Regions from separate parts of the Rattus norvegicus genome. Here region 1 is linked to region 2. The links are chromatin contacts, called in public Hi-C maps. All regions are on one chromosome and are shown on one strand. Each heading gives the region's core, a stretch centred on a gene start, on an enhancer-like site or on the middle of the called end of the contact. The rest is flanking DNA. Distances are from core to core; before and after follow the strand shown. Region 1 holds the start of Crtc3 (CREB regulated transcription coactivator 3). Region 2 overlaps Crtc3 (CREB regulated transcription coactivator 3).

Region 1 (4,159 bases), core at 808-3,307, 76 kb after region 2:
GAGTAAAATCAAAGCTAAATGAACGCTAAGGGTTTGTGAGGCCTTTTTTTGTTTGTTTGTTTTTAAAAACCTGAACCAGGTATGATGGTACCTGCCTGTAATCCCAGCATTTACACACTGAGGAAAAGGGATATCAGGCTAGAAGCCAGCTGGGCTACAGAGCACAACCTTGTCCCCTAAGAATAAAAATAATCTGAACATTACTCATGGCCTCGCCACAGGGGATGATTTAGAGGGGGCCTCAGTGACTGGATCAACAACTCCAGCTATACAGACAAGAGTGCCCATGTGTGCGTGCATCATGTATACCTCCTAACATCACAGCACAGGCCTCATACACCTCTTCCGTGTGTTGTGAGCTTGTCAAGCTCAGTCTAATCAAGGTCGCAAAATATAAAAGCCTGTATATGCCAACTGGTAAGCAGGAAGCTGGTCAGGGCATATGGACATTTTTTTTCCCCTTGAAATCTTCAGGCTTCTGTATCTGCAGATATCTGCATTCTGTACCTACCACTTATCCCCCCATATATATGCTTCAGTGCATCGAGAATGAAAGCAGTTCACTCTGTCCTTACTACACCGAAAGATAACATTATATAAATACGATGAATGGCCTCGGTGCAGGGGACTGTAACAGTGAATGGTGTGAACTGTATTTATGGCAAAACAGAGTTCATACTCCACTTGCGGGTGGTGACTGACATTCGAGATCGTTTCCAGCTCTCTTAATTTTTAAAGTAAGTCAATTTGGTTTATGCTATAGATTTATGTTAGTTTAGTTTATATTAAGTTTATGCTCAAAGAAAAAACTCCTGATTTAAACCCTGGCAACAGATTTTGGGTTTTTTTTTGTTTTTGTTTTTTTAAGTCCCAAAACAACACAGTGTTTGGTGGCCAAAATATAGTACGTCTGCACCTCAGGAAGCAGGGAAACAACCAGCTTGCAATCTGCTCTCACCCCCAGAATCTTCACAGCCTCCCCCATCTGACAATGTGCCTTCAAGGCCAGCACTCAGAATCCTCAAGGCTGCCCACACACGTTGACCCTCTGCGGTCTGCACCAGACACTCCTGCGCTCTCCATCCTCTGCGGTCCGCTCCAGTTGTCTAGCCTCCCAGGTGTTTGCCCCGACTCTCTCTTACTCATTCTTCTGAGTCCCTCCGTGGTCACCATCTGCGCTAGACACCCTGTCAGTTCTCACTAAATATCTGATGCTGAACAAATGCACCGGACCACGTAAAGCACCTCCAAGAGGCGAAAGTGGGAAAGCCACCGAATTACATCGTGGTACCAAGGCCCGCTGCCACTCAGGGGCCAGCCGTCGATTCACTTGTGAGTGCACCGAGCCTTCCCCTCGGGGACGATGTGCGACCCTCAAGCCCCCGAGGCCTTCCACGCAGAGAGCCAAGGGCTCGCTAGCGGTGGGTGTCCACTGAGAAGCCGCACCGCCCGAACCAGGCGCGCCTCGGTCCGGCCTCCGAGCTGCAGCTGCGTGCGATTTCCTCTCGGGGTCATCCTCCCGCTTAGGCCGCCCGGCCCCGCTGCCCGCCTCCCCGGACTCGGCCGTTTCCAGCTCACCGCACCGAAGGCCCGTCCACCGAGATCGCAAGCCGCATTTGGTGTCGCCAGGCCGGCAAGAACTGAGGCCGCGGCCCCCGCCCGTCCCCGCTGCCGACGCCTCCTCGGCCGGGCGACCTCTCTCCTGCCGCGCGGACCCACCCGCACCGCCCGCGCCAACCCCGAAGCTCACCCGGGACAGGGTGAGGTCGGTCATGAGCTGCTCGAAGGCCCGCGTCTCCTCGGCCTGCCGCTGCGTGTGCAGCGCGATCTTCTCACTGAACTTCCGCGGGTTGGCGCTGCCCGAGCCGGGCGAGGCGGCCATGGCGCGCGCCCCGCGCTAGCGGGCAAGGCAGACGGCAAGCGTGGGGTTCCAAGGCTCGGCCCACCCGCTCGGTCCGCAGGCCGTCCAAGCCGCCGCCCGAAGCCTGTCCTCCGGCGCGACCCGGCAGAGGAGCCGCCGCGGCCCCAGAGCCAGCAAGCGGCCGGGAGCGCGCCGAGGTCCGCCCCCGCGCGCCGGCCCCGCCCTCGGCGCGGCCCGCCCGGCCTCCGGGCCCCGAAGCCCGGCCTCCCCGCCGCGGAGCCGGGCCTCGGGCGAGCGGACCAAGGGCTGAGCCCGCTGTCCCCAGCCTGCTTCGGGACTTCTCACACCTACATCCCATCAGCAAAGCTAAGCCGCGCCTATGTGTGAAAGCCGCTGAGTACCACTCCCCACATCCCTCAGTGTGGATATGTACGTATGTACATGTGCGTGCAGACACCCACGGAGATCCCACTGGTCTAGGAACTAAACACCAGTCCTCTGCGAGAGCGGTATGTACTCTTAACTGAGCCATCTCTCCAGTCCCTTCAACTGTGTTTTATGTGTTTTAAAACAGCCTCATCAGGTTTCCCCTTTTCAGCCCAGAAGCGCTTCCAACATAATTGTACACCAACATGTCCTGGAGAGTGTTGAGCAGAGGACTGTGTTTTGTAAATTAGGACGCATTAGAGACATGCGGAGAAGTACAGAAAATAACATTAATAACGCCCACACACCTCATGATTAAACCATCAAAACATTTTTGCAGGGCCTGGAGATGGTGTTCAGCTGTAGAGCGCTTGTATGTCAAGCCTTAGGCCCTTGGGTTTGATTCCAGCACTGCAAATAAAATTTAAAAGGCATTTTGGGGCCAGCTAAATGACTCATGTAGAAGCAGATAACTGACTCCTGAAAATTGTCCTTTGACCTCCACACTCGGGCCGTGGCGAGCACATACCTAAATGCACACATACACATACAAAACTTTTTAAAAGTCATTTTGCTTCATATGCTTGGAGTTTATCTTTTTAAAAAGCCCCACCTCATTCTTCTTTGTCTCCATAAAAAGTAACTATGTTTATGGTGATGTCAATCATTACTGTTCTTATTTTTCAAAATTAACACATACTGATTGTGCTGTTCTCTCTTTGATTGTGAATGATTTATTAATCCAGTTACTCTGTGTGAAATAGGAAGTTTTATGTTTAAAATTTATATAGAAATGAGGCTATTATGGCAAATGCCTGTAATCCCAGCAGTTGGGAGTTGGAGGCAGGAGGATCAGTAGTTCAAGGTCCTTCTTGACTACATAATGAGAAGAAAGCCACCCTGAGCTATACAAACGCACAGGCATGCATGTGTGCTGACATCCGCCAAGCTGACTGGTGGCAGCCAGAGAACAGCTGGCAGAAGTGGGTTCTCTGCTTCTACTATTCAGGTTCCCTGCATCTTACTCAGGTTGGTGGCAGGCACCTTTACCGACCGAGGGAACTCACCAGTCTCTAGATTGTTTGGTTATAATTAGGCTTATGTGTCTGCTGTATGTGTTTAGTCTACTCACCATGCTTCTTTTCTTGCTCTGTATTTCTTAATTTGTGTGTGTGTGTGTGTGTGTGTGTGTGTCTATATGTTATTATTTAAATATTTAGTTTACCTGAGGTTATGTGCAGGATCTGTGCATAGGAATCCTAGGTAGCCAGAGGGTGACCTTAGATCCCCTGGAGCTGAAGTTACAGATGGTTGTGAGCTGCCATGTGGGTGCTGGGAACTGAAGCCTGGCCCTTTGCAAGTGCTCCTAACCACTGAGCCATCCCTCCAGCCCATCCATAATTTTTCTTTACATGTTGCTTTCTGCTTTTATGCCATTCTGAGTTCAGTTTCACACAACTGGGCCAGGCTGGGCATGGTGTCATACACCTGAGATCTCAGGACCTGGAAGGTGGAGGAGGGAGGACTTCAAGTGAAAGATCATTCTGGGCCATCTTGTCTTTCTCTGAGACAGTGAAACCCTGTCTCAAAAAAAAAAAAAAAAAAACGCAGACGGGCTGGAGAGACAGTTCAGTGGGTAGGAGCACTTGCTCCTCTTTCAGAGGACCTGAGGTTGGTACCCAGCAACCCAGGACTCACATTGGGCATTCACAGCCACCTGTAACTCCCTTTCCAGGGGATACGATGACATTGCTTCCACAGGCACCTGCACCCATGTGAATGCCCACACAGAGGCACATAGACACATGATTAAATGTAATCAAAATAAATCTTTTAAAAAAAAAAAAAAAACAAAAAAAAGAGCCGGGCATG
Region 2 (4,017 bases), core at 1,102-3,601:
ACGTGGGTAACAAGGGGCCATTGTAATGTACTCACACATTTCCTTTCTTAGGGCTTTGATCATGTCCAGATACTTAGAACATCTCAGATAAGTAATCCAAGCAACAGTGGCCAGCCTTTACACAAATGTGACTGTCAAGGCATTGAAAGGTTACAGATACATATATCTGTATATACATATATGTATATATGTATGTACACATGTGCATATATATGTATATCAGCATATGTAGGTATATATATATGTACATACATACATACTACATACATTCATGTATCCCAGCATCCTGCCCCAGCGCCCATTCGTACCTTCCCCACGGCCATCATTTTCACCATCACAGAAACCTGGTAGGGAAGAGAAAAACAAATACACACTTTTATATGTGGTGCTCTCATTGATTCGTGCATTAGAATGGCTTTTTGACTTGAAACGTAATGTTTGAAACCCTACAGTAGTTCTGACACATCAGAGCTCATCGAGGTGCTTTGGATTCCTTCTACAAACACATGACGTCATTCCACATCTAGAGTTGGTGCCCAAGAGCTTTTCCTTCAAAAGTGTCTTAGTCCCAAAGGTTCCTGCCAACTCAAAAGAACAGTGCAGACAAAGTCTGGGAACCTGTCTTCAAAACACAAAGCAAAAAAAGTCTGTCTTGTCACCCTCCCAAACGTGTGACCCACGGGGTGGGCAGGTGGACTTGGAGTCCCTATCACTGATGTGCCAGCTACCATGGGTCCAAGTTCCAGGACAGGCCCTGTGACATATTCTGGACTCTCCCGTGCTTATATCTGAAGTCAGTATATGTGATATCCTTATGTGATGGCTATTCACAGATAATTTAAAAAACCGATTTGGAATCAGTCCTGACTGAAGAGCAGCTAGCCCATGAGGCATACTGCCGATGACTACATATAGCTCCTTCTGCACTTCTAGGCTAAAACTGAATAGCCGTCCCTAACATGGACTGGGTAACCATTCTCCTCAGAGCAATCAGTTATACCAAGTCAGTTCTCAGCACTGAATCGTTATTAAAAACTCAAGTCTAAGCCTTTAAACATAGCTCAGCTTAGCTAAGTTTCTAGAGGAAATGGTTAAACTATAAACTAGCCCAAATTAGTCTATAGAAATTAAACACATAACAATCATCCACTCAGCAGATACTCGCTCAGTCTCTGCAGTGTGCAACAGAAGGTCGGGGCAGTGACCAGGCACAGGTAGGAGGACAGACGTCGTGGCAGCAGATTCTGTAAGTGGCAGAAGCTGTAGCATCTTAGTGGAGCCCAGGGGCAGGATGGACACTAAGAGCTCCCAAAGGTGCCAAAGGTTCATTAATTAAGCTTGCTCACAAAACACAGGCCTTCTCTCAGGCAACCAGAAAAACAGAACCTAAGTAAGTGACTAAAACCTTTTTTTAAAGTGCATCTACACGACCACTAGGGTACGTCTGCTAAGACAGGATTCTTGGACACAGCCTTTAGAGATGTTGATGCAGGTGTGTGACCTGCCATGGATTTGAGTCCAACACCACAGACAGACAAAGCAAAAAGTAAAACAGTAAAGAAGCCAGGCAGTGGTGGTGGATGCCCTTAATCCCAGCACTGGAGAGGAAGAAGGAGGTGGATCTCTGAGTTAGAGGCCAGCCTGGTCTACAGAGCAAGTTCCAGGAGAGCCAGGGCTACACAGAGAAACCTTGTTTTGAAAAGAAAACAATTAAAAAAGCAATGCAAAGGGGCCAAGCTGCACAGAGCTGGACTAAGCTACTGCTCATTCGCTCTGTGACTGAGGACTGCAAGGACAGGCTGCCTGCACAGGCCATCAGGAAATGAAGCGTGCAAAGGTAATGTCCAGAGTCAGCTGTGACAGGAGGAGGGGAGAGAGACTTCTCAGTCAAACTTTTAAGTATAGCTTTTAAAGAAAGAGTAGGGAACTTGCCCATTCTGATCACTAAAATGTGATTATTTTGTTAAAAATGATGAATGCCGTTTTATGCAATGGTCTATTGTGGTATGTTAAGAGTCTCTCCATCTTCAAGACACGAAGTCTAAGTACTAAGGCTGAGCAGTGCCTGTACAGGAAGAGCTATGACAGCGAAAGCACCTCAGAGGCGAGCCGGTTCCCTGTGTGGTACCCTGCTGGTGCCACCCTCTTCCCCAGACTGGAGCAGGGGGCAGGGACATCCCTGGGTAGGCACTGAAGAAGAGGAAGGTAAGATGGGAACCGCTGCTGTGTACCTGGCACCTCACGCTGTGCTCTCCTGTAATCCTTGGAGCAATTTAGGAACTATTATCCTGCCCAAGGTCACACTGCGAGCTCTGGGACTAGCTTTCTGGGCAGGGTGCCTTCAGAAAGTCTATGTCCCTCGCAGCTGTGCTGTGCCTGGAGGAGTTCAGGCAAGAGGAAGCAAGGTTAAAGGGCTGCCTCAGTGAAAACAGGCAGAGCGGAGGAGTAAGGAAAGGGAGCAGAGGCAGACACAGACAGCAGAGACGGGAAGTGGTGACGTCTGGCTACGCATGAGCTAGAGGAGTGGGAGACATGGGCGAAGAAGTCTGCTGGTCATATGGACGAAGTAGAGAGCAGAGACCTGGGTTAGAGCTAACCCAGTCAGAGACTGTGTTTGTAGTACAGCATGAGGCTGTGGGGCAGCCTTGAGGCCAGGAAGACAGATAGAAAACCAAAAGACTGGACAAAAAGCAGTAAAGTAGGGTGTGGCAGTGAAGACCAAAACTACATGGCACACTGAGGGAGAGAAAGAGCAGAGCTTGCTCTAGTGAAGGGGGTGGGGGTGGGGTAAGAGATTGCACACTGCTCTCAGGCCGTCCACTTAAGTTGCCAAAGGACAGCAGCAGTAATGACTGACAGGTTTATTTCAATAATTAAATAGCCAAATTTAGATTTCTATTACTGCTACTATTACATACTACCACAAACACACAAATACCAAAGAGCACAGCTATAACAAAACAGTTGAAAACAAAAGGCAGAGACTTATGACTAATTATCTGGAAATAGAGGACATTAATTCAAAGCAGTCCCACAGGGTCAGGACAGCAACGGCCAAGGTCACATGTGTTGCAGGAAACTTGGTAGCCTTGGAGTCTTAGAGGGCTGACGTAACAAAATACATTTGAGTCCATATTCCTTTAATGTGCTCTCATGTCTGGCAAGCCTAGATAGCTCCTCATAGACTTCATGTGAAGTAGAAAGATGGGGTGCAGAAATGGTAACCACAGTGCATCCTACGTTCTAGACTCACAGACTTCCCATCTAGACCTCCCTGCCACACCGATGACACTTTCATTTTATATTCTGTGTGTGTGTGTGCGCGCGCGCACACACACGTGCAATCCATGACCTGTGTGCATGGCAAAGGACCACCCTGGCTGTTGCTCCACTCCAGCCCTCTTTGAGGCAGGCTGTCTTCTTGTCTGCCGCCGCACACGCCATACCATCTGCTCATGACCTTTGGGGGTTCCCCTGTCTCCACTTCTCACCTTCCCATGGAAGTATTCGGATTACCGTACTGCACATCTGATTTTTACATGGATTCCAGGGACACAGACGCTGGTTTTCATGTTTGCATGGCCAGGATTTCACCGGCTGAGCCTTCTCCCCGGCTCCTGGTGAGTCTTTAGACCTGAGGGACTTGTGTCAGGTAGACAAGTGTGGTTAACAGGCTCGCTCTCTATGGCTACTTCACTTTAACGTCTCCTTACCGCTGTGGGTCAGAGCTCACTGCTGGTTCAAGGGCCACTGAATACAGACTACATCTCTGCCCCTCAGCCGAGACTGAAGGCTCTACAGTCCTCAGGGATGGCCATCGGCAGCCACGGTCTGCACTCTTTTGCTCTTAGCTCCTAAGCTGCTAATAAGGGCCACTTTAGCTCCTTCTCCAATCTACTGTGAGAGGGGGACAGTTTGGGTTGATAAAGCTAGGCTGTGTGACAGGGCAAATGTCACAGAGAGCTACTGTGCTGATCCATATGTGTATACCAAACAGTAATTAAACTGCACATGCTA

Evidence for each region. A called contact is a pair of places that touch in the nucleus more often than the background predicts.
Region 1: a contact with region 2 is called in a Hi-C map of kidney, with 2.6 times the contacts expected there. The contact joins the promoter of Crtc3 here to the enhancer-like site in region 2. A contact is called at or near these places in 7 of 12 Hi-C or Micro-C datasets (Schwann cells, frontal cortex, hepatocytes and 4 more) and 1 of 1 datasets of contacts at active chromatin or transcription factors (oligodendrocytes).

Annotation. Positions count from the first base shown.
Region 1 is chr1:144,062,231-144,066,389 of GRCr8, forward strand. Crtc3 (CREB regulated transcription coactivator 3) reads right to left here and starts at 2,058. Exons shown (of 15, transcript NM_001427241.1): 1 at 1,751-2,058. The coding sequence starts at 1,882. It also overlaps the pseudogene LOC103691178.
Region 2 is chr1:143,986,425-143,990,441 of GRCr8, forward strand. It overlaps Crtc3 (CREB regulated transcription coactivator 3), which reads right to left. Exons shown (of 15, transcript NM_001427241.1): 7 at 309-344. Among named protein-coding and RNA genes, the nearest start is that of Crtc3, 76 kb to the right of the region's middle. Within about 2 kb of position 2,352, at least 2 of the 93 cell types and tissues checked have an H3K27ac peak or open chromatin away from gene starts, as enhancers often do.